Regions from separate parts of the Mus musculus genome. Here all the other regions are linked to region 1. A link is a contact called in public HiChIP or PLAC-seq and promoter capture Hi-C data. All regions are on one chromosome and are shown on one strand. Each heading gives the region's core, a stretch centred on a gene start, on an enhancer-like site or on the middle of the called end of the contact. The rest is flanking DNA. Distances are from core to core; before and after follow the strand shown. Region 1 holds the start of 5730596B20Rik (RIKEN cDNA 5730596B20 gene). Region 2 holds the start of Nfe2l3 (nuclear factor, erythroid derived 2, like 3). Region 3 overlaps Jazf1 (JAZF zinc finger 1). Region 4 overlaps Gm6559 (predicted gene 6559).

The links. Promoter capture Hi-C pulls out the DNA fragments that hold promoters and counts their contacts. HiChIP or PLAC-seq counts read pairs in DNA pulled down with a chosen protein or histone mark.
Region 2: an H3K4me3 HiChIP or PLAC-seq map of stem cell-derived neural progenitor cells shows a contact between it and region 1, with 4 times the contacts expected there. The contact joins the promoter of Nfe2l3 here to the promoter of 5730596B20Rik in region 1. A contact is called at or near these places in 4 of 39 promoter capture datasets (hematopoietic stem and progenitor cells, liver, pre-B cells and 1 more), 1 of 115 datasets of contacts at active chromatin or transcription factors (stem cell-derived neural progenitor cells) and 1 of 9 other capture datasets (embryonic stem cells).
Region 3: a promoter capture Hi-C map of embryonic stem cells shows a contact between it and region 1, with 2.8 times the contacts expected there. The contact joins the enhancer-like site here to the promoter of 5730596B20Rik in region 1. A contact is called at or near these places in 4 of 39 promoter capture datasets (the C10 cell line, cranial neural crest and embryonic stem cells) and 2 of 115 datasets of contacts at active chromatin or transcription factors (astrocytes and pancreatic cancer cells).
Region 4: a contact with region 1 is called in an H3K4me3 HiChIP or PLAC-seq map of craniofacial prominence, with 3 times the contacts expected there. The contact joins the enhancer-like site here to the promoter of 5730596B20Rik in region 1. A contact is called at or near these places in 4 of 39 promoter capture datasets (the 3T3-L1 cell line, the C10 cell line and cranial neural crest), 6 of 115 datasets of contacts at active chromatin or transcription factors (astrocytes, bone marrow-derived macrophages, craniofacial prominence and 3 more) and 2 of 9 other capture datasets (adipose tissue and liver).

What each region holds. Positions count from the first base shown.
Region 1 is chr6:52,171,268-52,178,497 of GRCm38.p6, reverse strand. It overlaps 5730596B20Rik (RIKEN cDNA 5730596B20 gene), which reads right to left and starts at 1,343. Exons shown (of 1, transcript NR_163848.1): 1 at 1-1,343. It overlaps Hoxa3 (homeobox A3), which reads left to right. Exons shown (of 5, transcript NM_010452.3): 4 at 5,729-6,377. The coding sequence starts at 5,849. LOC115490409 (a long non-coding RNA gene) reads right to left here and starts at 3,319. Exons shown (of 2, transcript NR_168044.1): 1 at 3,203-3,319. It overlaps Gm15050 (predicted gene 15050), which reads right to left and starts at 5,617. Exons shown (of 2, transcript NR_152256.1): 1 at 5,490-5,617; 2 at 4,439-4,862.
Region 2 is chr6:51,430,291-51,437,982 of GRCm38.p6, reverse strand. Nfe2l3 (nuclear factor, erythroid derived 2, like 3) reads right to left here and starts at 5,314. Exons shown (of 4, transcript NM_010903.2): 1 at 4,570-5,314. The coding sequence starts at 5,076.
Region 3 is chr6:52,819,258-52,826,189 of GRCm38.p6, reverse strand. The region is part of intron 2 of Jazf1 (JAZF zinc finger 1); the gene reads left to right. Among named protein-coding and RNA genes, the nearest start is that of Gm52904, 24 kb to the right of the region's middle. Within about 2 kb of position 3,274, at least 8 of the 459 cell types and tissues checked have an H3K27ac peak or open chromatin away from gene starts, as enhancers often do. A contact at or near this core is called in embryonic stem cells, where this site is marked.
Region 4 is chr6:51,380,062-51,386,771 of GRCm38.p6, reverse strand. All of the region lies in intron 1 of Gm6559 (predicted gene 6559), which reads right to left. Among named protein-coding and RNA genes, the nearest start is that of Gm6559, 3.7 kb to the right of the region's middle. Within about 2 kb of position 2,586, at least 50 of the 459 cell types and tissues checked have an H3K27ac peak or open chromatin away from gene starts, as enhancers often do. A contact at or near this core is called in bone marrow-derived macrophages and craniofacial prominence, where this site is marked.

The sequences.
Region 1 (7,230 bases), core at 94-2,593:
TTATGACCCAGTTCTGGTGCATTTTTGACCCAGTTAAAGACTCATAAATAATATAGTTTCACTAGAAAGAAGGAGAAATGGAGTAAAGGTTTGTTAGAGGCATCTTTTTATTGTGGCTTCAGTGCCGACAAGAGAATAAATATCTAACAACAGACTCTCCAGCCTGGTTCTGTATAAAAAGCATGCACAGTAAGAAGCCAATAACTGCTTTCATAGAGCACAGTTGGCTTTTTCTCTCCCCTCCCAGGAAAGAGCTAAAGCCACCCAGGTTATGGCCAAACGATTAGCTATTAGAAAGACTGGTCCCCTGGACTCTCAAAGTTCCATCCTCATCTTCATAGGCCAGCATATTTCCTCAATACCTTCCCTCCCCATCTTTGGATTTTAACGATACTTCTTGCCAAAAGTTACTCCTCACCTTCCTCCCTGGCTTGCACAGAGAGTCTTGGAGCGGTGAGCCCCCTCAGAGATGGGCAGGACACCCCTTGAATGGCAGAAAGGTTCCATCAGGCACCCCGTTGCTACAAGTACTCTTCTGTGCCTTAGAAAACGCTTCTTCTGGTCACTCTGGAAATCACGGGACTTAGAAAAGATGGGGAAGCCCACGGATGCTGAGCAAAGAAAAGCTTGGTGGTTTGGGAGAGGCTGTGGAACTGCGGGATTCGCCTGGAAAGCGGCAGTGAGCAATTTCTAGAAATGGATATCAAATAGCAGCGAATCTTCGATCACAACCCAGTAACAAGCCAACAAAACCTTGCTATTATAAATTATTAATTTTAACAATCTCGCCTATGCTTGCTTCAAAGCCAGCCTTTTGGATTTCAGATGAGCCGCGGGTACCCGCAATCTATGTGCCAGGACGCCAGACCCGCTTATTGAAATCAGAGCTCTATTTTGCCGGCTGGGACCCACCGCCCAGAGCCACCTAGGTGCTAGTCGAGGGCGCACGGAGCTGAGCTCTCCCGCGGCTCCTGCACTTCCTTCGGTCCGGCCTGGTCTTGGCACTCGGGCTGCTTGATTTGGTGGTGCAAGAAAGGTATGCGTTGCATACGCCCTAGCCCTTTGCTCCAACGCTCTCAGCCCCCTTGGCTCAGACAGTCCACTCCTAGGTCTGGTTCTCACGGCCTTCCCTGCAGCTGGCTTAGCTGAGAAGGCGGTGAGAGTCGCGTCAGCAGTTTGGAGGAGAAAGTGCGGGTTGATTATTGACCCACGCCTTCTTTCTTCAAATGCCACATCCGACCCTGAGGGTTTGAAGAGAAAAAGCGGCCGAGCGGATTTTGCGGCCGGCTCTCACCTCCTACACGTCCCGGGCTCTTCCCTTTCAAGTTGCGCCGCTGCAATCTGCCATAAGGAGCAAGTGTTTGCTGTTTTGTGCTCTGTTTACAGCTTTGGGGAGCCGAGTCATAAATCTTGCCCAGCCATAAATGACAAAAACCATTGGTATGCATGAGGCCACCCTGGCCCGGAGTGCTTTTTTGATTTCTCCCTTTCCCCCCTGGCTTTGTTTTTGCTCTAAGGTGACACTTTGGCTCCCTGACAGTTTAAACATACTACTTATATTTTTAACACCTTCCTTTGAGAGGGACCCTCGTTGACGCCTCGGAATTGCACGAAAGCTCCTTTTCTCTCTTCTCCGCCCCCCCCCCCCCCCGTGCTTTGGAGGAGTTTGTTTCTGAAGCTGGGAAGCTGAACGGGGCATTGGGAACGACCCCATCCTCTTTAACGTTGTGGCATATTACCAAGCAAATGTAGGCTTTTCCTCAACCAAGCAAAAGGAAGGCCATTCAACTAATTAGAGGGTGAAATATCCCGGATGTCCATTTGTGTTGGTTCCTTAGCTATCTTCCTCATGGACTACCTGCTTCCGTGCCCGCCGGTACTGTGCAATGGGTACACAAGAGGTGGAGACTTAAGTTTCTGAATATCTTTGTGTGTGCCTGAGCCCACAAAGGTTCATTTTACTGTAGGGACAGTTGTCCATCTCCCTGGGATACTTCCTTCCGTTAAGCCTAGAAATTTAACCAAAGGCAGTTGAATTGCATTTGGGAGGTGTCTGGAAATAGGCCCTACACCACAGGGACTGGCTTTAGGGTGTCTGTATTGGGAGCGGCAGGTGAAGAAAACTGCCCAAAGTCAGGGCAACTCATTTCTTCTTCTCTTCTTTCCCCACCCCCCACCCCATGAAAATGTCCATGGCAGGGAATTGCGTGGTTTCTCAGACAGATTCTTAAAAAATAGAACCCCACAAGAGAGCCCCTTTGTGAAAGCCGTTTGTCCTCATTAGCATAATTTTCCTGGACTTTAGTGACGCCTAGGAAGGAGAGGGAGGGCGTGGGGTGGGGGAGGCCGCCCTCCTCCCGCTGCCGCGGAGCTCGCTCTGCTCCTGTTCCTCCCCTCGCCTCAGCCCCATCCCCCCACGCCGGCGCTTCCCTAGCCGCTCTGCTCTCCCCTCCCGCCCGCCCCGGCACCCCTTACCGCACCCCCCGACCGACCCCTGCTCGGCGCAGTATTCATAAGAAACATACCCAAGTCGGTGCCACTAGCCCCGCGGAGCCCGGCCGCGCCAGCGCTTATCTGGGGCCGCGGCCGCGGGTAGGGCGGGGGCGGGCGTGGGGGAGGGGAGGGGAGGGGAGGGGGTCCAGCCGCCCCAGTCCGCCGGGGGCCAGCCGCCGGAGCAGCCAGCGGTCCGGCTCTCCGCCGAGTCCCGGCCTTGGGGTCTCCCGCCCGCACGCCCGCACGCCCGCACGCCCGCACGCCCGCCCGCACGCCGGCTCGGCGGATGCTGAGGGTCGGTGGCATCCCGCGCCGAGGGGACCCGGGGCCGCAGCCTGAGCCCGAGCCCGCGGCGGCCGTCAGAAGTTAAGGTAAGCGGGGCCACTACCGGCCGCTCTCAGCGTTGAATGGTGGAGTGTATGTCTCAGTGATTTATGGCTGCAGACTTAAATCTCGGTTCAAGAAGAGTTCACAAGCCGGAGCTTCCTCGCCGGCAGTGACTGATACCCTCACACTTCAGTTCAGGCCGCGCTCCCATCCCCGCCCCCACTCTCCCCTCTTCCCTAGCCCAGCATCAACTTTTCTGGGTTGGTGAGAGATAGAGAGAGGAGTGGAGTGGGAACCGGGGCTTCTATCTCGACGTCCCCTTTCAAACTCGGGTGAGGGGAGGAGAGGGAGCAGAGACTGAAGGTGTCGAATTTGGGCATACCTTGTGGTGTAGAGACAACAGGGCTTCTTGCATCCTGTTCTCAGTTCAGCCTCCTCAACTCGCTTCAGCTCTTGCACCTGGAGGTTATTGTCCAGGAACAGAGCGTCGGGAAGGAATCTCCCTCCACCCTCAGCCCTTGCTTAGGGGGACAAAGCAAAGTTTCCTGGCTGGCAAATCTCCAACTTATTTACTAGATTGAAACTTTGGGGGCTGGAGGGGGCGGGTTGTGTGGACTCCAAGGTGATTGCGGACCTCAAACAATGGGATCTCTGAGCTGAATTCATATTTTAAGTTTGTGGACGCTGCCCTAGGCACTTTGATTTTTAAAGATATTTTTTGTTATTTTTACAAGACCATGTACAGTACAATGGAAAAAGGCTTAAGCAAGCTGTATGCTGGTATAGCCTGTGCTAATGGCTCAGAAAGTCACTAGAAATACCGCATGCTCAAAATCAACTTCATTTTGTTTACCTAATATTTTGCTGTTCAAATGTCTAGAGTAATTTTCTTAACCCGACGTTTACCTTAATTAAGCTTGGTACCTCAAAAATTTATAATGACAGACATTAATGCTGCCAAATGTAATGGGAACTGTTTTCAGTGTAAGAACTAGAAAAGTAGACATTAAGTTGTAATTCACTCTTAAATTTTATTTTACCCTTTATTTACTTTTCATGCTGTTATCTGTAACTTCCTAGATATTTCCAAAAGGGAAACAACACTCAGGCTTCATGACCATACACAATAATTCTGGATAAGTGTTGCTGTAATTTTTATTGAGGTTCTGGAAAGTTAATTGTGCCTGTTTTCCAGATGTTGATCAGATTGTTGGTTTAATGATGAAATCTAAGGGGGTTCATTATTAAGAACAAAATTGTAATCGCCCATTGGTGGATGCTTGATACACACACACACACACACACACACACACACACACACACACACACATATTCCTGGTTGACAGCTGGTACTTCTAGAAAAGTTGGATAACTCTGGGATTGAATGGCCATAGTTAGGGCTTTGAAATGTTAAACATTATCTACATAGATTTATTGTTATAGCTTTTTTAATGGTCAGAGGGACTAGCATTCTGAATGTGTGTCTGGGTGTGAACATGTAAGACTTCCAAGGAACTTTTCTTGCTGAGAATTAGAAATTTACCATGCAGAAGTTGAAAACCAGGAGAACACAGATTTCATTTCTATAAAGTATTTTTTAAATAAGAGACTTTTAGGGTTTTTTAAAAAGATGTTTTTCTTTACTTAGTATTTCTGAAGCAGGAAAATGGACCAAATAACAAATATGACCAACAAAAGTATACAAAGATCAGGGAAGTCTGGCAGGAGTTTATGGTTTGTGCTTCCATGCCTCCTCTGGAGCCAAATGACCCCCATACATCAAATTACATAGCAGTTTCTAAGACAGAACCTATTATCGTTAAGTTGGAAGGAGAGTTCAAGCCGTGGTCATGGAGATGAACGCCGGTTTTTCAGGTTCCTGGTGGGTTGTTTTTTTTCTCTAATCCATCATGTTTTAACAGGTAGGATTTTGATAGTTGCCCAGAATAGCAGCACCTCAGAAAATCCAAGGCAGGAGACTTCAAGACAGGGAACCTCCTATAACTTTGAAAAAGAGGTTGGAGTGGCTTGTTTCAAATTGCCTGAAAAACAGGATGGGAGAAAATGTATAGAAAGTTACAAGATTTGAGTTGTGACTTGAGGGTGGAGTTGGGAAGACCCCCCCCCCCCCACACACACACACAGTGAGAGAGAGAGAGAGAGAGAGAGAGAGAGAGAGAGAGAGAGAGAGAGAGAGAAACTTCTTCAAAAGTTTTCTCTTCCACACTCTTCTTGACCTTATAGGGTTCATTTGGAGGCGGTTGGTCCTCTTCCCTGAACTAGAACAGGCTAACTGTCTAACAAACTCAGCTTCCAAACTCCATCATGATCCGATAGGGTAGTTGCCTGTGTGTGTGTGTGTGTGTGTGTGTGTGTGTGTGTGTGTGTGTGTGTGTGTGCAAACCTCCTTTGAGAGTTCCAGGCAAAGGCTGGCTAGGAAGGAAGTCTGACCATCATAGATCTTTGAGGCAAATATGAATCCTTATGGGAGGATTGGAGAAAAAATGACGACCCTTTGCCCTTTTGAGAGTTCCCCCAAGATCTCAGAAAGCCTCAGCCTCTACAAAGGGACGCCACAGCTTCTTCTGGAAAAGAAAGACCCCAACCTAGCCTCCAGACCCTGTCTCATTTTGGACCTTGGCTCCAGAGACCCAGCTTCCAGCCCTTACTGGTTCTGCTGCTCCGCGGAAAATCCCCCAACTCCAGACGCAAGTTAAGCAAATATTTGTAGCTGCCAGTAAATTCCAGCAGCTTTTTATAGTGCGGCTCCCTGCGCCCGGGGCCACGTCGTGCTGCTAAATATTGCTGACCACTTTTTCTTTTATGGCTTTCATGTCACTTAGCTATTGAGAGTAAGATGGATTTGCGCGGAGCCCTCACCGCGCTGCACTTCTCCCCCCTCCCTCAGGTTTGCGCGCGGCGGCCATTGGCGGCGGAGTGTCACGTGACCGCGGGGGCGTGCCAATGTGCTCCCTTACGGGTGTCAAGCCCTTGTCAGAGAGTGTGATCACGATCGTGAAACATCGCGATGCAAAAAGCGACCTACTACGACAGCTCAGCGATCTACGGTGGCTACCCCTACCAAGCAGCCAATGGGTTCGCTTACAATGCCAGTCAGCAGCCATACGCGCCGTCCGCCGCTCTGGGCACCGATGGCGTTGAGTACCATCGACCTGCCTGCTCCCTCCAGTCTCCCGCCAGCGCTGGGGGCCACCCCAAAACTCATGAGCTGAGCGAAGCTTGTCTGCGCACCCTGAGCGGCCCTCCTAGTCAGCCCCCAGGCCTGGGTGAACCACCTTTGCCTCCACCTCCTCCCCAGGCAGCGCCCCCAGCGCCCCAGCCTCCACAGCCCCCACCACAGCCCCCTGCGCCCACCCCTGCAGCTCCTCCGCCTCCCTCGTCTGTCTCTCCCCCTCAAAGTGCCAACAGCAACCCTACCCCTGCCAGCACAGCCAAGAGCCCCCTGCTCAACTCTCCCACCGTGGGCAAACAAATCTTTCCCTGGATGAAAGAGTCAAGGCAGAACACTAAGCAGAAAACCAGCGGCTCCAGCTCAGGTAAATGAATGCCTTTAGGAGGTGGGGCCTCTGGCCTTGTACCAGCTCCACGCTCCAAGCCACTTCTAGCTATTACAGCCAGCCTAGGAGGAGAGAAACATCTCCAGAAATGTGCCCTCCCCGCCCCCCCCCCCCACACACACCAGGGAAAACAAATCTTTCCAGAATCTTTGCTACTTAGGAAGGTGATACGGTTACTGTGAGAGGATCCCTCAGACATAAATCTGACTGAAGTCCCTCTGGGCCTCTCTAAGGCGGTTTGAGCCTGGTGAAGTTGGAATCCCTCCTTGTTCCAGTGTTGGGAATTCTGACCTCTAGATAGAACCATCTTTAGGACCACTGTCTCTCTAAGCACACAACTCCTTTTTTCCTGGGCAAACAGTGGCATCCTCCCCATACTGAAACGTGGCAGAATAAAAGCAGGCCCACTCATCCCCCGGGTCAGAATCAATGCTTGGTCTATGATCAGAGCCAATGTTTTCTGCAGCAGATGGACTGGCTGCCTTACTTCTGGGAAGGCCTTGCTCAGTCTTAGTACAATGCAGGAGGCAGCCGGGCATCCCCTGGGGGAGGGGATTCGGCTTGTCATCCTAATGGGAACCACATGGGGCTTTGGGAACTGGACTCCAGTGGGGGAGCCTTAGCCTCAGGGACTTGGGTTTCCAAGCCTCTAGGTTACCTTGGCCCCTTCCTCTCTGGTTTCCTTTGCTCTCTCCTCCAGAACTGGTATTTGGGAAGCCAAGGAGGACAGGAGGCACAAATGCAATGGTCCAAATTGGGGCAGCCTTCATGGTGACATTGAGAACCAAATGACCAAGACTCTGTAAGGGTCTGGTAGCTAGAACTAGGTATC
Region 2 (7,692 bases), core at 4,065-6,564, 740 kb after region 1:
GAACTCAGGATTCAGAAAGGGAGAAAGTAGGTGGCAGGTCACACATGCAATGGAGACAGCCTGGTTGGCTTGGCTTGGTTCCAGCACCTTGATTCCTAGACTGGCTTACCCGGAATCCTGAGCCCTGTGTACTGGATTCCTACTAAGTGAGCTAAGCAGGAAGACAGAAAGTGGGGAATAAATAAGTTCTCAACAGGACACAGCAAGCGCTGCCACGAACAGCCCCATGAACTGACTCACTCAGTTTCTAAGAGCTGCAGTAGAAGCAAGTAGAGTTGACAGAAGGGTGATAGGATAGACCTTGTCCTCTAAAATGTCCATTAACTTCTAAGCCCTAAGCCCTAAGAATGTAGCTATATTAGGAAACCTGGTCATTGCAAATGTAACTAGGTAACAAGAGAGCCTGGTGGGCCCTGGGTAACTGCCCTTCCTATAGAAAGAAAACATGCAGGGAGGAGTCATGAGAGGGGGGAGGCAGAGGCTGGGGAGCAGAAGCCACAGGATGCCAGCAAGCCCAGCAAACTACCAAAACTCTCTCCCATCAGTCAGCCCTTGGAAGCAATCAACCAGCTGATACCTGGCCTTGGCCTTCTTGTCTCTCAGTAGATTTCTACTGAAGCAGCCAGTTTGCGGATCCTGGTACAATGACCCATGACCAATGCCATTCTTTCCCACCTAAGGGGCCACAGTGTATCCTTACAATGTCCACCACTAGCAGAAGGAAACCCCAGTGTGAAAGCACACTGCCATGAACAGAGGCTACGTCTGCACCACAGCTTAGTGACTACTAAGTGTTTGTTTCCCACCTCTGACCAACTGCCTACCTGCTAGGTCTTTCTCTTCCTATTTTGGATTAAATATGGACTATAGTGAGTCTATGACCTGAAGGAACCATCCTAAAGGAAGTTGGGATGTTTGGTAGGATCGCTCACACAGCAGAGGGTTGCTGTCACAGGAGATGAAACCACAAGATGACCACAAGCTAACTCACTTCCCAATAGCTCTTTGAAACATATAGCTCTTTGATATATATATTCAACTCCACAAAACTGTTAATTTAATTTTTTATTATTTCTTTTGATGTGTACAGGTATCTGCATAGTGACATGCATGTATGTCTGCATACCCCGCATGTAATGCGGTACCTGCAGATCCTCTGGAAACGGTGTTACAGATGGTTGTTAGGCACTATGTGAGTGCCAGGACCCACTGCATCCTCTTTAAGGGCATGGAATGTATGCAGTGCTCTCGGAGGCAACAAGAAGGTGTTAGATTCGCCTGGAACTGGAATAACAGACAGTTGTAAGTCACTGTGTAGGTGCTGGGAATGGAACCAGGGACCTCTGGAAGAGCTGTAAGTGCTCTTAACTCCTGTACCATCTCTCCTGCCACCATAGCTTTATTTCTTGAGGATCCATCCTTCCCTGTGCTGAGCCTGGGCTTCGTCAGTTCTAAGTGAACAGCCATGGTTATAAAAGGTATCTGTCAGCTCTGGGGAATTCCAGGGTCTGTTTTCATAATTATTTGTCCGTCTAAGAAATGAAATCAAAGCAGTGCTTGCTTTTGATACTTTGAAAAATCCCCTATTCTAAAATGTTTTTGTATATGCATATAAAAGCTGTGAAAATTGTACTCTAAAACAAGACTCTTCTATGACTCAAATGTAAGTCACTGGAATTATCAGGTGTCGGCCATACGCATCCACTCCCTAATAAGCAAGCTGGGCATAGAGACAAGTCTGAAGGAGAACAATAAATGTTTTCAACTGCAGATTTCAAATATAGGGGGAAAGAACAAGGGCGACTCAGACACCCTGTTGGCACTTAACCCTTGCTTTTCCCCTCCAGGAAAACTTCACTCTCCCACTTGTAGTGAGCCCCTGGGACTTGGAGTGATTCGAAGGGCCCATGGGGAATGGCATTATGTCTCTAGCCCATTTCCCCCAGAGTCACGGTCTTCATTATGAATGCACAGCCCGCTTTTCCCCTCTTTCTGTGTGTTTGTGTATGTGATTTTTACCTAATGTGTTGAGGTGGTGTGCCTGCATGTCTGTCTGTGCACCCTGTGCATGCAGTGTCCTCAGGGGTCAGAAGAAGGCGTCAGACCCTCTGGAACTGGATTTATAGATGGTTGTGAGCCACCATGTGAGTGCATGGACGCAAACCTGGGTCCTCTGCAAGGGTAGCAAATGCCCTTAGCCACTGAGATCTCCAGCCTACAATCTGTCTTTAAAAAAAAAATGCAAGTCAGGCATGGTGACACACACCTGTAATCCCAGCACTTGAGAAGTTGGGACAAGAGGAGTAAGAGGTCCAGGCCAGCCTGGTCAATAATGCTCAATAAAGCTAGTGTGGTTCGTGCCTGTAATCTTATATTAGAGGGGGAAGGGGAAACCTCAAGAGTTCAAGATCATCCTCGGCTCCATAGCAAGTTCAAGACCAACATTCTATTACAAAACACCCATCACCACCACCACCACCACAACAAACCCCAATTGAACATACCACAAACAAATTCTGCACCAGAAAGCAGTTGTCTTGGGGCAAGGAGCCAGGCTGAATAAGAAGCTAATTCACTCCATCGCAGACGCACTCTAATGGGGAGAGCTTGAGCGCAACCCATGCATGGTACTTAATTAATATACCAGTCTGGGAGACTGAAGATCCAGTTCTCAGTCCACTTCCGCCATTAACTATTGCATATCTTCAGCCGAGTTTCCTGACCTCTTTGGGTATTGTTTCCTCAAGAACAGACAGACAGACAGACAGACAGACAGACAGACAGACAGACAAGTACAGGGCATTTCCACCATGGCGCTGGAAAGGCCTCAGCAACTGATCAGCTTGACTGAAAAGAAACAACCCCCACACGGTTACCCTGGCCTTGCAGAAGCACCTGCAGCCCAGCCTGGGAAGGCACTGTCAAGAGAGTTGCTGGGGGTCTGGTGGAAGACTGGAGGGCATGGGACCACCGTGGCTTTGTTCTCTCCTCCTCGAAGAAAGACAGACTCCAGGTCGTCCTTGTGAGAACCATTGACACAGAGGGTAAGAAGGGAGAGGGAGGAGCTGCCGGACGCCTGGGTTCAGATTCTGCCCACCATAACTAGCTGGTTCTGGTACCTTGCACAAGTTTTTAAACCCGTGTTTCAGTTCCCAGGCCATCAGAGCTGCCTCCAAAACCAGCCCACCAGTCTAGATAGGTATCAACCAGGCAATGGTAGGAAGGAAGCCTTCAGAGAGAAAATCTTCTATTCCCTTCAAAGGTCTGTACACTTAGCAAGCTGGATGACATTTGGCTGTGAGACTGGTGTGGCACCACCTCGTACAGAATCCACCCAGGGTTTCAAAGTCACACTTTGCAGGACCAGAAAAGGTGTGGAGGTAGCAGGTACTCTCCTAAAATGAGAGATGCCTCTCCTCGGGTGACACCCTTCCCTCTTGGGAGTTCAGATCCATAGACTGGAAGAGGGAGTGGCTTCCTGTTAGTTCTAAACCATCAGGGGCCTATCACCGCTAGCACTAACCCCCACCCTATTAGCTCCCTTCCCAGAGAGGAGGAAGGGATCAGAACAGCCTAACAATGAATCACTAGCACCTCTCGCAATGACCCCTCCAAGAAAGGGTGGAGGAGCCCGTCAGACAACTGCCTACACAAACGGTGATTTTGAACAGCCGCAAACAAACCAGTTTAGTTCCAATTCCCATTTTGCACAAGACTGCTTTTCACAAAAACAACCTCCTACAAACACTTGTGGATTGACATCAGTTAACCTCAAGCACTGGGCCTAAAAGGGAGCCAGTTCCCCCCCCCCCCCACCCGCACCCCCTGGGAGACAGGAGCGCTTTAGTTGCCAGGTCTTTCCTGAGGTTTTCGCCCACAGATCTTGCAGAACTGTTTAGAAACAAAAAGTTCAGCTGCAGGGGAGCACCGGCAACCAAAGGGAACTTACTACGTGTCATGTTTATGTCAATTATGGATTTCACACGTCCCATTAGGGAGTATTCTCAGGCAAGGGTGGGATGGTAGATCACAGAGAGACCACCTGCACTGAACACCGAGCCTACTTAGTCCAGGAGCACAACAACACATCCACAAACGTTTAAACTCAGGGCAAGGATCGTGTCTCGGCTTAGGTGCGTGGTTCTTCAGAGAGATGCACATCTTCTCAGGGGCTGAGGCCTCCTTCATATTCTCTACTCCGGTACAGGTTCCCCATCAAGGCATCTTAATGCATTCGGGGTACGATTAAAGGCCACGTCCAGACAGCACCATTCCCTCTAGCTTCCCCATTACCAAAATACCCTCCACAGCCATCAAACACAAGGAAGGGTGGTCTCTGCACGCAATGGATTTCATACACTTTCCCTAAAAGCAAATCCCCAGAACTCACCCTCTTCATTCAAAAGGAGGCGGGGCACATTTGTCCCGCAACCTGTAACTACCTAGAGTAGGGAGAAAAGAGAGCCCGGGTGTGACCCTGCCTAGTCATCGGGACCCTAGAGCTCGGGGCCAGTTCTTTCTGCCCTGGAGGGCGTAGACGTGCTTCTCGCTTGCGTTTTTTTAGGTTACCTGGCTCCCGCATCCGCCTGCATCTGGCACCTGCGCCGTCGGTTCGGCCGCCTTCTCCTCCTCTTCCTCAGCGGCCAGAGGGCTGCTATGAGCCGCTCGGGGGTCCCCGCCGCCCGCGGATGCTGACTGGCCGCCGTCTCCCACGGCCGACGAGGCGGCGGTGCCGAGCAGCCCGTGGGCCCCGTCTGCGTTCCCAGTCGCCACGCTGTGCACTAGCCACGCGTCCACGCGGGTGCGGGGAATGAAGGGGACCCCGAGCGCGCGCACTTCGTGCAGCAGCCGGCCTTTGGCAGGTAGCAGGGGGGTGCGTTCCCAGCCTTCCGAAGCCGAGAAGGGGTTAGAAGCCGAGGCGGGGCGGGTGGGGCAGAGTGGGAGCAGCTCTTCCCAAAGTGCGGCGGCCGGCGGCGGCAGGAAGAGGTCCAGGTCCACACGGAGCCCTACCAAGCTCAACAGAATCGTGAGTTGCAGGAGGCCGCCGCCCGCCCACCAAGGCTTCGGGAGCTTCATCTCCCACGGTGCGCCGGGGATGCCTGTGTCCACCCGGCTTGGCACTACAGCCGCCCCTGTGGCACCAGCCGAAAAGACAATGGACCAGGGCGTACAAGGGGCCGTTGCAGCCTCACCCCAGCCAGGCACAAAGGCGCTCCCTCGGCTGCCCACACAGTGCCTGGCGCGGCCGGGGACCCAGAGAGGCGGAGGAGACACCTGCAACACCCAGCTCTCAGAACCCGCCCCATTGCCTGGCAACGCCCACAGTTAAGTCCCGCCCCCTTCAAACTTCGCCCCGCCCCGAGCCGCAGGCACAGCCCCTGGGACACACTCATATCTGTTCTGGGCTCCAGGCCTCTTTATAGGAGGAGTTTCAAAGCATTTTGGAATGGAAGCAGATTTAAAGCTCCCAGATGCCCCTGGCAGCCCTGTGGTAGTGACCTGGACCACTCTAGCTGAAAAAACCTATGGGTGGGAGTGGAGGAAAGTTGGAGAAGTTGGGAGGAGACAAGGATGTTTAAACTAGGGAGAAAGTAGCCAGTTTTGAGCACTAAGCACAAGTGGTCACAGGTGGGCAACTACTGGCCAGCACGGAGGGTAAGAGGAGTAGACCCTAAATTCAGATTGCACCCCCATCACCAGACAGCGAGGGTTTCTTAATAATCAGTGTTTCTGTTTCCTTGTCGGCAAAACAAGGAGAATAGTACCCCAAATAGGGATTCAGGGAGATCAGATGAAATCTACGAAAGTCAGGAATCGATACAGATTCCAAGCCTCCTTTTCAGTGAAAGAATATTATATAGACACATGCACATATCTACACCTTTACAGAGTCTTCACTATTCCCTAGACATACTTTGCAAATTGTTAGTCTTCTCTCATGGCATTTTTGCTTCATACCTGAGGGCTGAGAATACCAGCTCTACAGGACTTGTGTGTGTTCAAATCCACCAGCCCCAACACTGCTTTCTAGGTTGAACTTAGGCAAAATTTCACTTTATGTGTCTTTCCGGAGATTCGGGCAAACCATCAAGCACAGGCAGGAAGTACTCTATTATCTGTGGGTTGTTGCCCCCTCATCTTCTAAGGGGTAGCCCCCTAAAGCTCCATCCTCTGAATATTCAGCATATGGGATTAATCTCTCTCCCATCTGTTCTCCCACAGAGCTTTCCCCAGCTGCCAGCATTGCAGCACTTGGCCTATTCTACTTTGTGGTTTACAGAGGCCGAGGGTTAGTATGACTTGACTCTTGTAAACTCTTGAGGGCCAGGAACCTGTTTGGCTCACCTTTGTACCTACACAGTACCCAACATGGGCTTTGCAAGTGGAGATTTTACCAAGCCCTCCTGGTTCCCCCTGGGGAACCTAGCCCCACTTAGGGTTTGTCAACTTAGAAAATTTGTAAGATGCTCTCCCTTCTTCCTCCTTTCCTCTCCCTCCCTCCCTCCTTCCCTCTCTCCTCCTTCCCTTCCTTCTCTCCCTTCCTCCCTTTCTCCTTTCTTCCTTCTCTCCTTTCCTCTCTCTCTCTTTCCCTCCCTCCCTCTCTTTCTTCCTGGAGGTCTCTCCCTCCCTTTTCCCCTCCCTCTTTCCATTCCTCTCTCTTCTTCCCTCCTTCTCTCCTTTCCTCCCTCCCTCTTTCCCTTCCTCCTTTTCTCTCTCCCCAGGGGCTATCTAGTATGACAAATCTTGTCCAGCAAAAGTAGAAGCAAAGATTTTTGTTTTTAGGAGTTGCTAGGGATAGACTGCCCAGAGCTACAGACATATCCAGTCCTTGGTTTTCTGAGACAATGTCTCAATGTGTATTCCTGGCTGGACTCATATGTTCCAACCCCCTGCCTCCCTAGTATGAGAATGACAAGAAGTGTACTGCCATGCCAGGCAGAAGGTGTTTCTGCTTTAAGTCTTGAGTGATTGGGAATGAGGGTGCGTTTATGGGGATGGGGGTGATACTGGGATGATCTTGGCTCAGTAAATGTCTGCCACATTCAGCTTTTTATAGACTGATTTTCTCCCTCGTGTGCTGTTGGAGATTGCGAAGAATATGAGATGGGACGCCTGAGCTCAGTAGCTTGGAGCTCGTTAGGGGCGTAAGATGCTCTCCCTTCTTCCTCCTTTCCTCTCCCTCCCTCCCTCCTTCCCTCTCTCCTCCTTCCCCTCCTTCTCTCCCTTCCTCCCTTTATATAAATCTGTGAAATTCTTAGAAACAAGGATGGCACTTGAGTTCTAAAACACTGTGATGTAAGTGACTTATGGGTTTCTCTAGTACATGCTGTGAACCAAATAAGAATATAGATGAGCCATCAGTCATGGTAGCAACTTTCAGAACCTTATACATAGTTGGTGCCCCCAAAATGTTTCATTTCCCCCATGGTTGGGATGTAGCTCAGTTGGTAGAGTGCCTGACAAGCATGCACAAACCCGGGTTTGACAGATGGCAAGGGTTGGTTTCCTCCTTACCGTAATAGCTCCCAGGGATTGAACTCAGGCTAGCAGCTTTGGTGGCAAGTGTCTTTCCCCAGTGAGCCATATTCACAGCCCAAGTCCTGGAGTTCCTTCCCAGCAGCACATAAACTGGACAGATGTATGTGGTGGTTGCTGTCCACCTACAACCCCGGGAGCTCGGATGAAAAAGCA
Region 3 (6,932 bases), core at 2,025-4,524, 650 kb before region 1:
AAAGAGATCTCTGTTTCAGTGGTCTTCACACAGGTCCCGCTGCCAACCGTGCTGTGGGAATTTAAACAGACTGTTAGGAGAGAGCTTGCCAAGTGTGCGCAAAAGGTTTGATCCCCAGCACCACCACGTAAGCTAGGCGTGGTGGCATATTCTACTAACCTCAGATGGGAAGTGGGAGCAGGAGAATGAGAAATTCTGACCATCCTTGTCTACTTATAGATGGTAAGATTGAGATCTGTCTGACAGCATGAAACCCTGTCTCGGGAGCAAAGCACCTAGCACAGAATGTTCTCAAAATCTAGATGTGGGGCTGCAGGGATGGCTTCGTGTTGAGAGTACTTGCCAAGCTAGCACAGGACTTAAGTTCAGTTCCCAGCAGCCAGGCTGGTGACTCAGAACCCCTGTGACTCAGCATCTCCTTGGGCACTCATGAGCTCATGGTAAACTCCAGATCCTCTCTTCTTTCCGTGTTGTGAACATTGATGACTCAGTCTGGCCATGTTTACGATGAGTCAGCTTGCACATTGCAGAGATGGTATAAGAAAAGGGTAGATTTAGACTGCTGCCTTCGGGCTTGACATACCAGGAATGTTCTGAGCTATTCCCCTGCAGCAGGGTCAGTATGAGAAGGCTTTTCCAGCCCAACAAAGGTTTACTGGACTCCTCAGAATTATTTTAGTTAGGGTATTTTGTCTTGTTTCCCCGCCATGACAAGAGTGGGGAAATCGCTCTGAGGCTGACCTTGTCGGGAATACTGAATGATGTCCTCCTTGAAAACTATCCCTGACTTCAGTAGACATTTAGAGGTTGATTGGAGCAAGCAGCTTGCTTTCCTTGGGAAAACAGGATGGAGAGGCTCCAGGTCACCAGCCGTGGCCTGCATGTTGTGTGCCAAGGTACCCAGGAGCTTGTGTCACTCCATGGGAAGTCCTGGGGCTGGCTCATTCCTGCCCTGAACCAGCCATGGGTCTTTAAAGGAGGTGGCATGCTTTTAAATTCTGGCTGCTATCCATTAAAGCTTTAATTAGCACTAATTAGGAATCTGGGGTAATCAGCTTGGCCTGAAATGGAAGCCTGTGTATGCTGGGAAGAAAGGCTTTGCTAAATAAACCAGCAGGATGAACAGTATTATGGGGTGAATGCTTTTCTGGGGAGCAGCTGATGGTAAGGATTAGTGCTTGCCCTGGGCATGCAAATGAGGGCTGCTGGCTACAAACAGCAGAAGAGCTGGAGGCCCCACCACACAACACTTCATTAACAGTTAAGTACAGTGACATTTTTTTAAAGTTTAAATACCCTGCTCTTTTTCTTCCAAATAACCTATAAATTCCCTCATTTATGGAGCTGTGTATGGGGTGAAGGATGTGGGTTAAGGTAGCTGGGAGATCTTGTGAAATACAAACTCATTTCAAAGGATTACTACACAGTGGCTTTGGGACATTTCTTTTTGCTCCTCAGCTTAGAGAACAGCAAAAGTACCAGCACACAATGCAGAGTAGCCTCCCATCTGCGCCGCCGCCGCAGAGCCTCCATTCCTGGAAGGGCTGGATCCAACCTTCCAGCGGAAGGAGGCCTCGGTATAACCGTGCTGCATCCATCTAGCAGTGCCCAGCCTTGGCATCCACCTAGCAGTGTCCAGCCTTAGCATCCACCTAGCAGTGCCCAGCCTTAGCATCCACCTAGCAGTGCCCAGCCTTAGCATCCACCTAGCAGTGCCCAGCCTTGGCATCCACCTAGCAGTGCCCAGCCTTGGCATCCACCTAGCAGTGCCCAGCCTTGGCATCCACCTAGCAGTGCCCAGCCTTGGCATCCACCTAGCAGTGCCCAGCCTTGGCATCCACCTAGCAGTGCCCAGCCTTGGCATCCACCTAGCAGTGCCCAGCCTTGGCATCTACCTAGCAGTGCCCAGCCTTGGCATCCACCTAGCAGTGCTCAGCCTTGGCATCCACCTAGCAGTGCCCAGCCTTGGCATCCACCTAGCAGTGCCCAGCCTTGGCATCCACCTAGCAGTGCCCAGCCTTAGCATCCACCTAGCAGTGCCCAGCCTTAGCAAGCACTGAAAGCCTCCTAGCTACTGTCTGCCCCGTCAGTTGTACTACAAAACTAGATTTTAGAGGCTGTATCAAAACTCTCTTCTCCCTTGACTCATTTTCCCATTTTGTAGTTTTAAAGCACTATGTGAAGACAAGATTAAAAAAAAATCTGTGACTTACCAATAATCACTATAAAAAATGGGAGGAAGTCAGTGAAAAAGACAGCAAATGTCCAGACGCATCACACTAGTGTTTTGTGCGTTTTAAAAACGTATCTTTATTAAAATGCTTAAACTGTCACAATTACCAACTACCTTACACTCTGCACGGCAGCACACATGGGCAGTCTCCTTTGCCAAGGATTTCTGCACTCACAAGCTCCCCATCAGCAAGAGGAAGAGACAAGAACAGTCACAGATCTTCTAACATTTTTCTTAAGATTATTCATGTGTGTGCTTTCTGAATAGCTGAATAAACACAGTCATAAAGGGGCGGCCTCCTGGAAAACAGAGCACTAAGGCAAAACGCGCATTTGTAAAAGCCTGGAAGACCTAATTGGCTTTTATTAGCAATTCTGGGGTGGCACGGCAACCCATTCTGCAGACAACAGTTGGTCTGGTGGTATGAGGAGGTTGCCTGTGGGCAGAAAAGGGCTTCAAAGGGCAAGGGCGACTTCAAAGCAGATTGGTGCAAAGTTACTTCCCTTCCAGGGTTAAGCAGAGGGACTCTCTCATCAAGAGGTTCAAGAAAAACCACTTTTAATTGGTTAGTAAGTCTCCTATTTTATGAAAGACTGACCGGTTAAAGGTTCAGTTGGATTAGTGTCACCGAGCAGGAGCGGCTGCGCTCTGAGTTGTTCTGGTCTGCCAGAGCCTAATGCACGAGCTCAGCCTGAGCCAATGGCCTCCCATGAATGTGATTTAATGCTCTTTAGAGCAATTCAACTGAACTCTTTCAATAAAAACGGGAAAAATCCTTTGGAAAAATATCAGCCCCCGAGGCCTGTGAAACTTGAAATCTGTACCTCTCAGATGCCCAGGCACATACATTATATGAAGGGATAGCCCACTGTATGGAGTCTATTTTGCTCCCAAAATAGTCACTGTCTAAGTGGATAAATCGCTTTAACAAAACATCTCATTGCATCTGGAGAGCTTGCTATACTTCTAGAGGACCTGAGTTAAATTCCTACCACCCACATACGGCATCCTATAACTACAGCTCTCAAGGATCTAACATCCACTTCCAGGCTTTGTGGATTTGCAATTTGCACATATATAGCATTCACTCACACAGCATGAACACTTCTGTAATGGAAAGTAAAGAAAAATGGAGCCTTCTAACTGCAAATATAGCTACATACCACAGCCCTTCTCTGGACTGTGTGGGAGTTGGCTCACCAGATGGCTGTTAGACTTAAAAGTACCTTCTTTTAATTTGGGGTGAAGGTCAGAGAGGACCAATATCCATGGAAATGCCATGCCCAGAGACTCTCGGATGAGAATTCCTAAGTAGGCCAAGTACTTCCCCTGCGTTCACCTTCTAAGGTCATGGCAACAGCTTCTGTGAGATCTTAGGATCATGTCTGCTTTGTAATAAGGGGCCCAAGTCCAGAAAGAGTAAACGGTTTTCCAAACCTCAGAGGACCAAGCAAATCAAGTTAGGGCCATGCATGCAGATTCCCAGTGTCTCAGTGAGTAGGCAGTGCTGTGTGTATACTGCACAGACACTGCAGCCAAAACTCCAAGAGGTCCTGGAGCCAATTTCTTTTCTCCCATCTTTAAATTTCTTCCAACCAGGTGTTACTGGTACATGCCCTTAATGTCCTCTGCACTTGGGAGGCAGAGGCAGGAGGATCTCTGATTTAGAGTCCAGCCTGGTCTACAGAGAGTTACAGGGCAGCCAGGGCTCACAAAGGAACCCTGTCTTGAAAAGGCCAAAAAATAAAAATAAAATAAACTTCCAGTTTATGGAAAGAATTATACCTCATCTTATTAGCAGGATTATGCTAATTTAATTTGCTTTCAGAAAAGACAAAACAGGAAAACTGGAAGAGCCATTTGTAGTTTTATACCACAAAATCTCATAAACAGCAGCTCTTTGTTTTGTCCATTTGTTTTTACATGGACGTGAAATTAACAATGAAACCCATGTGTAAGATCGGCTCTTACTGTTCCCTGTTCAGAGAAAGCTGGAGGGAGGGGAGGGTAGCAGGGAGTTTCCAGGTCTGCCTTCTAAGCCCAGGGCTGTGCAGGGGGAGCCCTTAGGACTTCTTTATTCTTAACATCAACAATGAAAAAGACCATGGTTTAATTTATTTGGAGCTAAAGAGTAATTGCTTCACTGATAGTATATGTTGACCTGTGACTTGTAAGGCTTGTTACTGGACCCTAAGTGAGTCAGGACTTTGACTGTGGTAAAACTGACCATATACTTCACAGGGCTGAAGAAAATCCCCACATTTGTTGAGAAAATACATGGCAGCGGAGAGAGGAGTCCTGCTTGTGACAACCGCTGCCTAACGTTGATGCATGGATTTCACTTAAGTGATTAAATCAAGGGCGAGATAGTGCTGTTTTAAGAGTTAAGAGAAACAGGGAGCAGGGAGGGAGGGAAGAGGGAGGGGATCGTCCATCCTAAGTATTGTCCACAGAGCAGCCTCTGGTCTCTGGATGGTGCTACCTCGAAGGTCTTGTAGCCTGTGTGTTTCCTGAACAGCTCATGGCCAAGGATCAGGGTCGTCTTGCAACCTCTGCCTCCTGGGCTGCCTGCTTACCCTCCTCCCGATTCCCAGAAGAAGCTGCTGTTCTGGGTCTGTGTGTGTTTTGTTTGTCATCTATCCTTTTGGCCAGCACATAACGGTCAGTCCCACCCAAATGTAAGCGTTCACTCTGCTCAACCTGAAGCAACTGAGAAGCTTTAAAGATTGATTTGTTTATTTATTAATTATGTGTACGTGTGTGGGGTAGACTGTGTGCACATGTGAATTCAAGTGTTTATCAAAGTACCCCGGACATTGTGAGCTGCCCAGTGTGGGGGGTGCCGGGAATTGAATACAGGTGTTCTGCAAGAGGAGCGCATGCTCTTCACTGCTCAGCTGTCCGTCCGCCCATCCACCCGTCCGTCTGTCCGTCCGCCCGTCTGTCCAAAACTGAAGTTTTAACAATGATAGAAAGCTAGATTGGATATATTTAGTAAGCAGGTATTTATTATACTTTTTATCTATAAAATAGTTATCAATAATATATTTTATAAATTATGTTACAATGTATATATGATATATTATTGAATAATCAAAGCTATTTTATATTATACCTTCTCTACATCAGAAAACTTTTCCTGTATTGTTGTTGTCTGAATAAAGAAGAACAAGAAGGAATTGTGTTAGAAAAGATTATTCCTGAGGTTGGAAAGCTAGCTCAGTGGTGTGAGGCTGGCATGGAATAAATGAGTCCTGGCTTTGTTTCTCAGTACCACAAAGAGAGAGTATGAGAGTGGGGGTGGGGGAAGCAGAAAGGAGGAGAATGGGTGTCCAGACAGAAATCTGTCTTTTCCTCCTCCCTCCCCCCCACTCTCCTTTTCTTTTCTTCTTTTCCTTCTGCCTTACCAGCAGAGTTGGCTGGAAGATCTGACAGGACATAGGCGTGCTTTCATTGTCATTTAGTTTATACCAATTTTCTTGGAGCCACTCAACGCTCTTTCCACCCAGGCCAGACAGAAACTCTGTAAAGAAAGAATGCCTCTCCGTGTAGGAAGCCTGTTGGTATTATTATGGTATGTGATGAAAGCTGGTCCCTCCCAAAGGATGCCCACAGTGGATGTGAGGGCTGGGTAACACATAACACATGCATGCACATTCACACACACACACACACACACACACCCTGTGGGATGGCAGGATTCCGAAGTGAAGCAGCTTTCTCTTGCTGCTGCTTCCTCAGTTTGTTATTTTGTTGTTGTTGCTGTTGTTGTTGTTAACATTTTAGTGGCAGCATGCTTCTAAAATTTTTACTATTTTTAAAAATTACCTGTACATGTGTGTGGACTTCTGCACAGTGCACGCAGTGCCCAAGAAGTCCAGAGGAGGACGTCAGATCCCTGAAGCAGGACTCCCAGGCATTGTGAGCAGCCTGAAATCAACATGCACTCCTGACCACTGAGCCCGCTCTCCAGCCCAAATGGCAGCATCTAAAGGCTCCTAGTCCAGGTGATACTGCAGAAGTTTTATAAAGCTTGCCAGTCTCCCAGGAGCTCCAGATCAAGTGAAGAAGGACTCTGGGGTGAAAGTACATAGGATTATCCAGAGCACTTCTAGACCGCTCTGAAATTGGCTTCACGTAGGTATTCACGCTTTCTCTCTACTGAAATGACTTTTCACAAGAAAAGACCACTCTGCTCGTGAGGGGCTGTGACAGATGCTAATCCCACTTGCTGATCCCTTCATGTTTGACTGGTCAGTCCTGTTAACCACTGTGCTATCCACTCTTGGCTCTACCAGCAAATGTGAATCAGGATGGCATTGTCACGTGGAGGCCTGCAGTGGCTGGCTCTCTCACACTGAGACCACTCGTCTTCCCACGCTGATACGCACCTGTTGCTCCCCCTAGCTTCCCAGAACCTTAGGTGCACTGTGTCCCGTGTGTTGCGGTGCAGACTCGCTGGCTGTGTGGCGTCTTTGGCAGGCCCAAAGTCTTAGTCTGAGAATGAGCTCCTGGGTCCAAGAGTACTTATAGTAGCACAGAGCTTCTGTTGAAAGCTCTTCCCAAAGTCCCAAAGGCATCCTAGGTTGCACAGATTTGCTTTTTGTGGCAGTACCACTAAAGAGGCAGAGCAAAGTTTAGAACTTCAAGCGAAACACCGTAGCCTCGATGCTTTCTGAGGGGTTGGAGATGAGAGCAT
Region 4 (6,710 bases), core at 1,337-3,836, 790 kb after region 1:
CCAACAATCGGAAACAATGACCAGGTCCTAGTAGGCTGCTTGGTCCTCAGAAGGATTCTTGGAAGGGAAGATTTCACAGCTCTCCCTCTGGGTCTCCAACCTCTTCTCTCTTTGGCCATGAGCTGGGTTTCTATGGAGAAACTTGTTCTTTCCCTAGAGAGCCAGGTGGTCCTCCATGCCTAGAGTTTAGCTGGGAGATGCCTGGAGTGGTTCTCTGTTTTAACACTTCACAGATCTGCTGTGCGTGCTGTGGGTGACCTCCCTAGCACCTTTTACCAGCTGGAACTTTCTTACAGGCTCCAGAAAGGGGCAGCAGGGGAGGTGAGTATTCACCTTAGAGCTAAAAGTAGGGAGGTTATGGCATGATACCACTGATGGACACACTTTCCAGTGAAAGGCTCTATCCTCGGTCAGCACAGCTGACTCTACACATCCAACATGGCTGGGGATCCTTCTGGTCATGTATTAGGGCACTGTAAGCCAGAATGTGGGTGGGAGGATATTCAAGAGAATGACCCCAAAAGCAGTGTCCTCTGGAATACAAGAGAAAACGATTCCCAGGCCCCCCCTCCCACCCACAGAGGAAGAAAGTCCTAAGTCTCCAGCAGCCTTCCGCTGGGAAAAGTCTAAAGCTCTGCCTTTTTTTTTTTTAAAGATTTATTTATTTTATGTATATGAGTACACTGTAGTTGTGAGCCTTCCTGTGATTGTTAGGAATTGAATTTAGGACCTCTGCTCTCTCTGGTCAGCCCTGCTCATTTATTATTATAAATAAGTACACTGAAGCTGTCTTCAGACGCATTCATTACGGATGGTTGTGAGCCATCACGTGGCTGCTGGGATTTGAACTCAGGACCTTTGGAAGAGCAGTTGGTACCCTTACGCACTGAGCTATCTCTCTAGCCCCTGGCTTCCTTTCAAGATGCATGTTTTCAACAGCATTTGCTTTGATCGATTGGATTAGAATCTTAAGTGGAATTTTGAGTGTCTTCAGATAATATTTTGAGTTCTTAGGGCAGGGGTTTTTAGTTTGGGGCACTACTGTATCAGAGATCCTGAATGAGCAGGTTTCCCAGAAGAGCTGGGCCGGAGGAAAAGCCAGCCTGGGCTATGTAGAGAGACCCCTGTCTTAAACAAACAAGCTAATGAAGTAATGTCCCAGCAAGCTTGGACCTACTTGGGTGTAAGGAATGCCATTTCCCTAGGCCCATATGGATATGCTGAAAACTGGGTCTAAATAAACATATATTATCATATGGGGTGGGGCGGCTCAGCAAATAGTACTGACTCTTTTCTGGATTTTTAAGTTTGGAGTTCTAGAGGAGCAGATATGACGGGAAAGGCCAGGATCTCTGTTTCACACAGTGGGTTCTTTAAATGTAAGCTCAGTCCATCACAAGCTTAAATGCTGTCTTCGGTATCTTTCCCACCCCTAGGACTTCCAGAAGGAGACGTTTGACCTCTGCTCAGGACGGGCTTTCTGAGTTCTTCACAGAAGGGGTCCATTCATCCTGTGCACCAGATGGCAGACTTCATCTCTGGAATTCATCTGCTTTCTAGGCTCATGTTGCCAATTCATGAACGTGACTTACAAGGAGGGTTAGAGATAGGCTTAGCGTTGGTTTTGCTTTGTTCTGTTCTGTTCATTTTATTCGAATGTTTTATTGTGATAAAAAATACATAACATGGACTAGAGAGATGGTATAGCCATTAAAAGCTAGGCTCTCAGCCGGGCGTGGTGGCGTACCCCTTTAATCCCAGCACTCGGGAGGCAGAGGCAGGCAAATTTCTGAGTTCGAGGCCAGCCTGGTCTACAGAGTGAGTTCCAGGATAGCCAGGGCTACACAGAGAAACCCTGTCTTGAAAAAAAAAAACAAACAAACAAACAAAACCAAAACCAAACACAAACAAACCCAAAAGCTAGGCTCTCACAACCAACTCTTTAAAATGCAGATACCATAAAATTTATCATTTTAACCATTTTAGTGCACAGTTTAGTGGTGTTAAAGGCACCCCACGTTCAATACCAATAACTCTTTTTATATTTTTTTCCTGATCTTTTTACTAGATATATTCTTTATTTACGTTTCAAATGTTATTCCCATTCCTGGTTTCCCCTCTGAGAACCTGCTATCCCCTCCCCCGTCTCCCTGCTCACCAGCCCACCCCCTCCCGCTTCCTGGCCCTGGCATTCCCTTGTATTGGGGCATAGAACCTTCACAGGACCAACGGCTTCTCCTCCTATTGATGACCGACAAGGCCATCCTCTGCTACATATGCGGCTGGAGCCAACTCTTTTTATCTTATAAAACGAAAACTCAACTTCCTCATCTCAGCCCCTGCAGCTACCAGTGTGAGCTTGGTTTTATATGGTTCCCTGGAAATTACAATATGACATGTCAATACAGTTTTTTTTTTTTTTTTTTTTTAGGGAATACGGGCATAATTTCACTATATTTCTCCACTTAAAAAATTGAGGAAGGAATTTCTTTGTCTCGGACCAAATTAAAGTCCCTCGGGGACAAGCTTGAGAGCGGGTTGGTCGTCTTTAACTGCACGCGGAGCGTCGGAGCAACTTGGCCAAGAACAAAGAGCCCTGTTCACGTAGGCAAAACAGCGACACCTGCTGATCGATCGCAGAATTACTTTTCAGACAGATTGCTGAGGGTTTTTTTTTTTTTTTTTTTTTTCCTGTCTCACTGTGTACTGGCTTCTATTTGGAAAAGCTGTTGTCTAATCATAGACTATGAATGTTATTTGTTCGAGTCAACTCTGGGATTAGGCACACGGTAGCCAGGCAGGTGCTGGTGCTCTCTCAGGTCTGGTTCACAGCAGGTGGGCGGGCATGTGTGAGCTGCTTGTCCTGACCTGGAGCTTCACCAGCTTCTCTGTGACTGCCAGCTTCTCTCCTTCCACTCTGTAGGGAAAATGTCTCTACCGATCCCTGACCCTGTTCACACTAACCCCCTTTCATAATGTCTTAGAAAAAAAGAGAGACTTTCGTTGCAACCTCACTCCTTAAGTGGCCTAGGAAGGAAGAACGTGCGAATCTTTCTCTTTGATTGCCCTGCCTTTAATTAAATTACACCTGCACGTTCTATATATGCACACACACTGTGACTTACATATATGATCCTTAAGGAGAGGCCCAGGATATATTTAAATCCTAATCTTACCTGATATGTCCCTAGCACGTTCCCAGCCTCATGTGTTTTTGTTACTCAAGCTTGCTGACAGAGGGAAACCTCCTGAGCTCCTGCTATGGTGGGTATGAAACACTCCCTCTCCCAAGTGGTTTCCAAGTCGGGTTGGGTTGTGAACTCTGCCACCCTCTTTTCCCTTCCCCAATTGAATCAGAATTTCTGGAGTTAGGACTCAGGAACCTGGATGCGTGATAAGCACCCAGGTGATTCCTCTGCTGCATTGCCAAGGATAACCTTGAACTCTGTGTGTGTGTGTGTGTGTGTGTGTGTGTGTGTGTGTGTGTGTGTGTATGAGAGAGAGAGAGAGAGAGAGAGAGAGAGAGCACAAGCGAGAGAAACAGAGAGAGAGAGGGAGAGAGAGAGAGAGAGAGAGAGAGAGAGCATGCTTACAGCAAGTGGAGGTTGAAGGACAGATGGAAATTGATGCTGGTCCTTACATTCTTCTTGTTCCACAGAGGGTCTCTTTGCTGGCTTCTGTTGGGTGAGCTGGACTGGCTGATTGATTCTTGGCTTCCCCTCCTGCCACAGATGAGTGCTACTGCTCTGAGCTTCAGGTGGCTTCTGGGGTTTGGATTCAATTCCTCCCTGGCAGACACTTTACCCACGGAGCACCCACTTTCCCACCCCCCGACCTTGAACTTCTGCTCCTCCTGCCTCCACTTCCGGAGCGTGGGGATTGGATACCTGCGTGCCTTTTCTCGTGGTGCTGGAATTGCAGACCAAGGCTTTGAGCATGACAAATCACCAGTCTCTTGAATCATAGCTTGAGCTATGCTGAGACTTGGGGTATATGCAAAGACACATACACAAATATGTCCCGGAAACAATTGTATGTTTTGACCGCTGATACTTTGTCTTCTATCTCATCAAAAGACTTTCGGTGCAGCCCGGGCCTAGAGTCTTTGGCAAGAGTCTGCCGTGGCGGCTTCTGCTATGCCTGTCACTGTGCACACATTCCGTGTGCAGCCATAGCTTTCCTTCTTTCTTTCCTGCTTGGCCACTCCATATGTCACCGCTGGTGACATTACATCTAAAACTTTTCAGACGGAGTCACACAGCTACTCCCTGAACAGGAAGTCACTTTCAGATCACCTAAGGCAAAGTGGGGGGTCTCGACCCAGTGCAGGTAAACTGCACAGTGAATTCCAGGCTAACCTGAGTCACATGAGGCTCTGTCTCAAGAAACCCCAGAATATTTTAAAATGAAAGTTTCTGTCTTTGGTGCTTATTAGCTTATAATTGACAGAATATTGGGAGAATGGGTAAAGCAGGTCCGCCACAAGGCTTAGCCATCTGAGTGGATGCTGATTGGATGGATTGTGAACATCAGCTGTTACCTGTCACCTGACTGGAGAGCCTCAGGGAGTCCCTTTCTCATATTTAAAAAAAAAATGGAATTAAACATTCTTTTAAATTTAATTTTTATTTACGTATGCATGGGAGTGTCTGTGTGTGCAGTTGTTGCATGAGTGTGGGTGCCTGCAGAGGCCAGAACATAGTGTTGGATTCCCTGGATTTATAGGCAGTTGCAAGCCACCTAACGTGGGTGCTGTGAACCAACCTTGGGATCTCGTCAAGAGCAGCAAGTGCTCCTAACCGCTGAGCCATCTCTCCAGCCTTTGCTCTCCTATCTTGACCCAGCGCTTGCCATTATGACATTAGCCATTCTCAGAGTCTGGCTGAAAACAGGGAACCAAACTACCTTTGTTAGGGGTTGAACCCCTTCATTTCAGCTCCTGGGTAATCCTTCCGTCCCTCACGGGCTCTAATCTCTGTTCCTTCAATGTTTGTTCCCTAACCTAATCCCTCTGAACTTCTCAGCTGACACTAATGAGTGTCTTAAGAAACTGGAAATTCTTGAATGCACAGGCGGTTCTGGGCGGTTCTGCCCCCCCCCCCTTTGACTTCCGGCAGGGGTTCTGGCTACGGCAGGAAGAGCTGTCAGCTCCTGTGGCCTGGCCTTTCCTTAACTGGTCAGATTTAATTGTGAGTCGCATCAGCTCTCTGACCTTACTCTTTGCTGGTCGCGTGGTTATAAGGTGGGTTCCTTTGACTTTGGTAGATCATGGCAAAGAGGTAGAAGTTAGAAGAGGATACAAACTGAAGATTTTTGGCAGCGGCGGCCATACAGAATCAGGTTACTTTCTAGATCCTTATCTGAGATGATGGTTGTGTTCTAATTTGGAATGGGGCCTGAAGCGCACGGAAGAGGAACATTTCTAAACACATTAAGACGCACGGATGCCTGACACAGGACACTCACTCTGCGCAGAGGCTACTTCTTATCTGAACTCTGCTGCGACTTGTCCGTGTTTTACAAGTGAAAAACTTCCGTGACTTGCCTGAGAAACACCTGAGTCCCCACCCACCCCACCAGAGTCACCAAGTGTACATCATAAATCATTATCTAGATCCTGTTAACATGCATTTTCTTTTTTTCTTTCTTTCTCTCTTTCTTTCTTTCTTTCTTTCTTTCTTTCTTTCTTTCTTTCTTTCTTTCTTTCTTTCTTTTTTTTTTTTTTTTGCTTTTCGAGACAGGGATTCTCTGTGTTGCCCTGGCTGTCCCAGAACTCACTCTGTAGGGATTATTTTCCTCAACTCTTATAGGGATGAAAGCAACGATAGATATGTAAATGAGTGGGTGTGGCCGTGTTCCAGTGGGAAATGTTATGGGCAATGAAATTAGAATTTCGCATAAGCATGAAATGTTATAAAATACACTTTTCTTTTGGTACCCCTCCCATCACTTAAAAACAAACGATTCTTACCTCATAGGCACAAAACATACCACCTTGGCCTTTGAGTCCTAGGGGGTCAAACTTGATGTAGATCATTACAAGTAGAGTAAACCAGATATCTATGTGAGCTTGTGGCCTAGAACATCTTTGTACTGAAACACATTAACACTGAGCAACTTTCCACTTTGTATATGTGCTGCTGGAGCAAGCGCGAGCAACGTTTCCACTTTGGCATAGGTGTGGGAAGCACTACACTTAACATCTGGGTCCCTCTTGGAGGTGGGGATTTCAGAAGGACTGACTGATACTGACTATGAAGCCTAGTAATAACACTGTGGAAGGCTCTGAGCTTGGAGCTGCTCTAGACATTCCGGACTGAACAGGCTTTTGTAAAGACTTGTGCTCATTTACTACGCCCACAGATTCGTCCTTGTTTGGACAGAATAACAGATAAGATAAAATACAAGAGCAAGAAGCCCACTTGCTGTATCCATGTCCACACAGACATGATTCTTCAAGTATCTAAAAGAGGAATACGTGTTATTTAAATTTGTGTTTAATTAAATTGTCTACATAATCAGTCTAAGGATCTTGATGTTGCTATGGTGATGTCACTTAGTGCTTGGATGGTATCTGGTAATAGCAAAAAATTCATTGAGCGTCTATCGCATGCTAAGAAACCACCGGTTATCTCTTTAGCTCCGACATTAAGTGGGCTCGATGGCATTTGCTTCATCTGGCAGATGAGAAAACTGAGGCTAAGCAACAT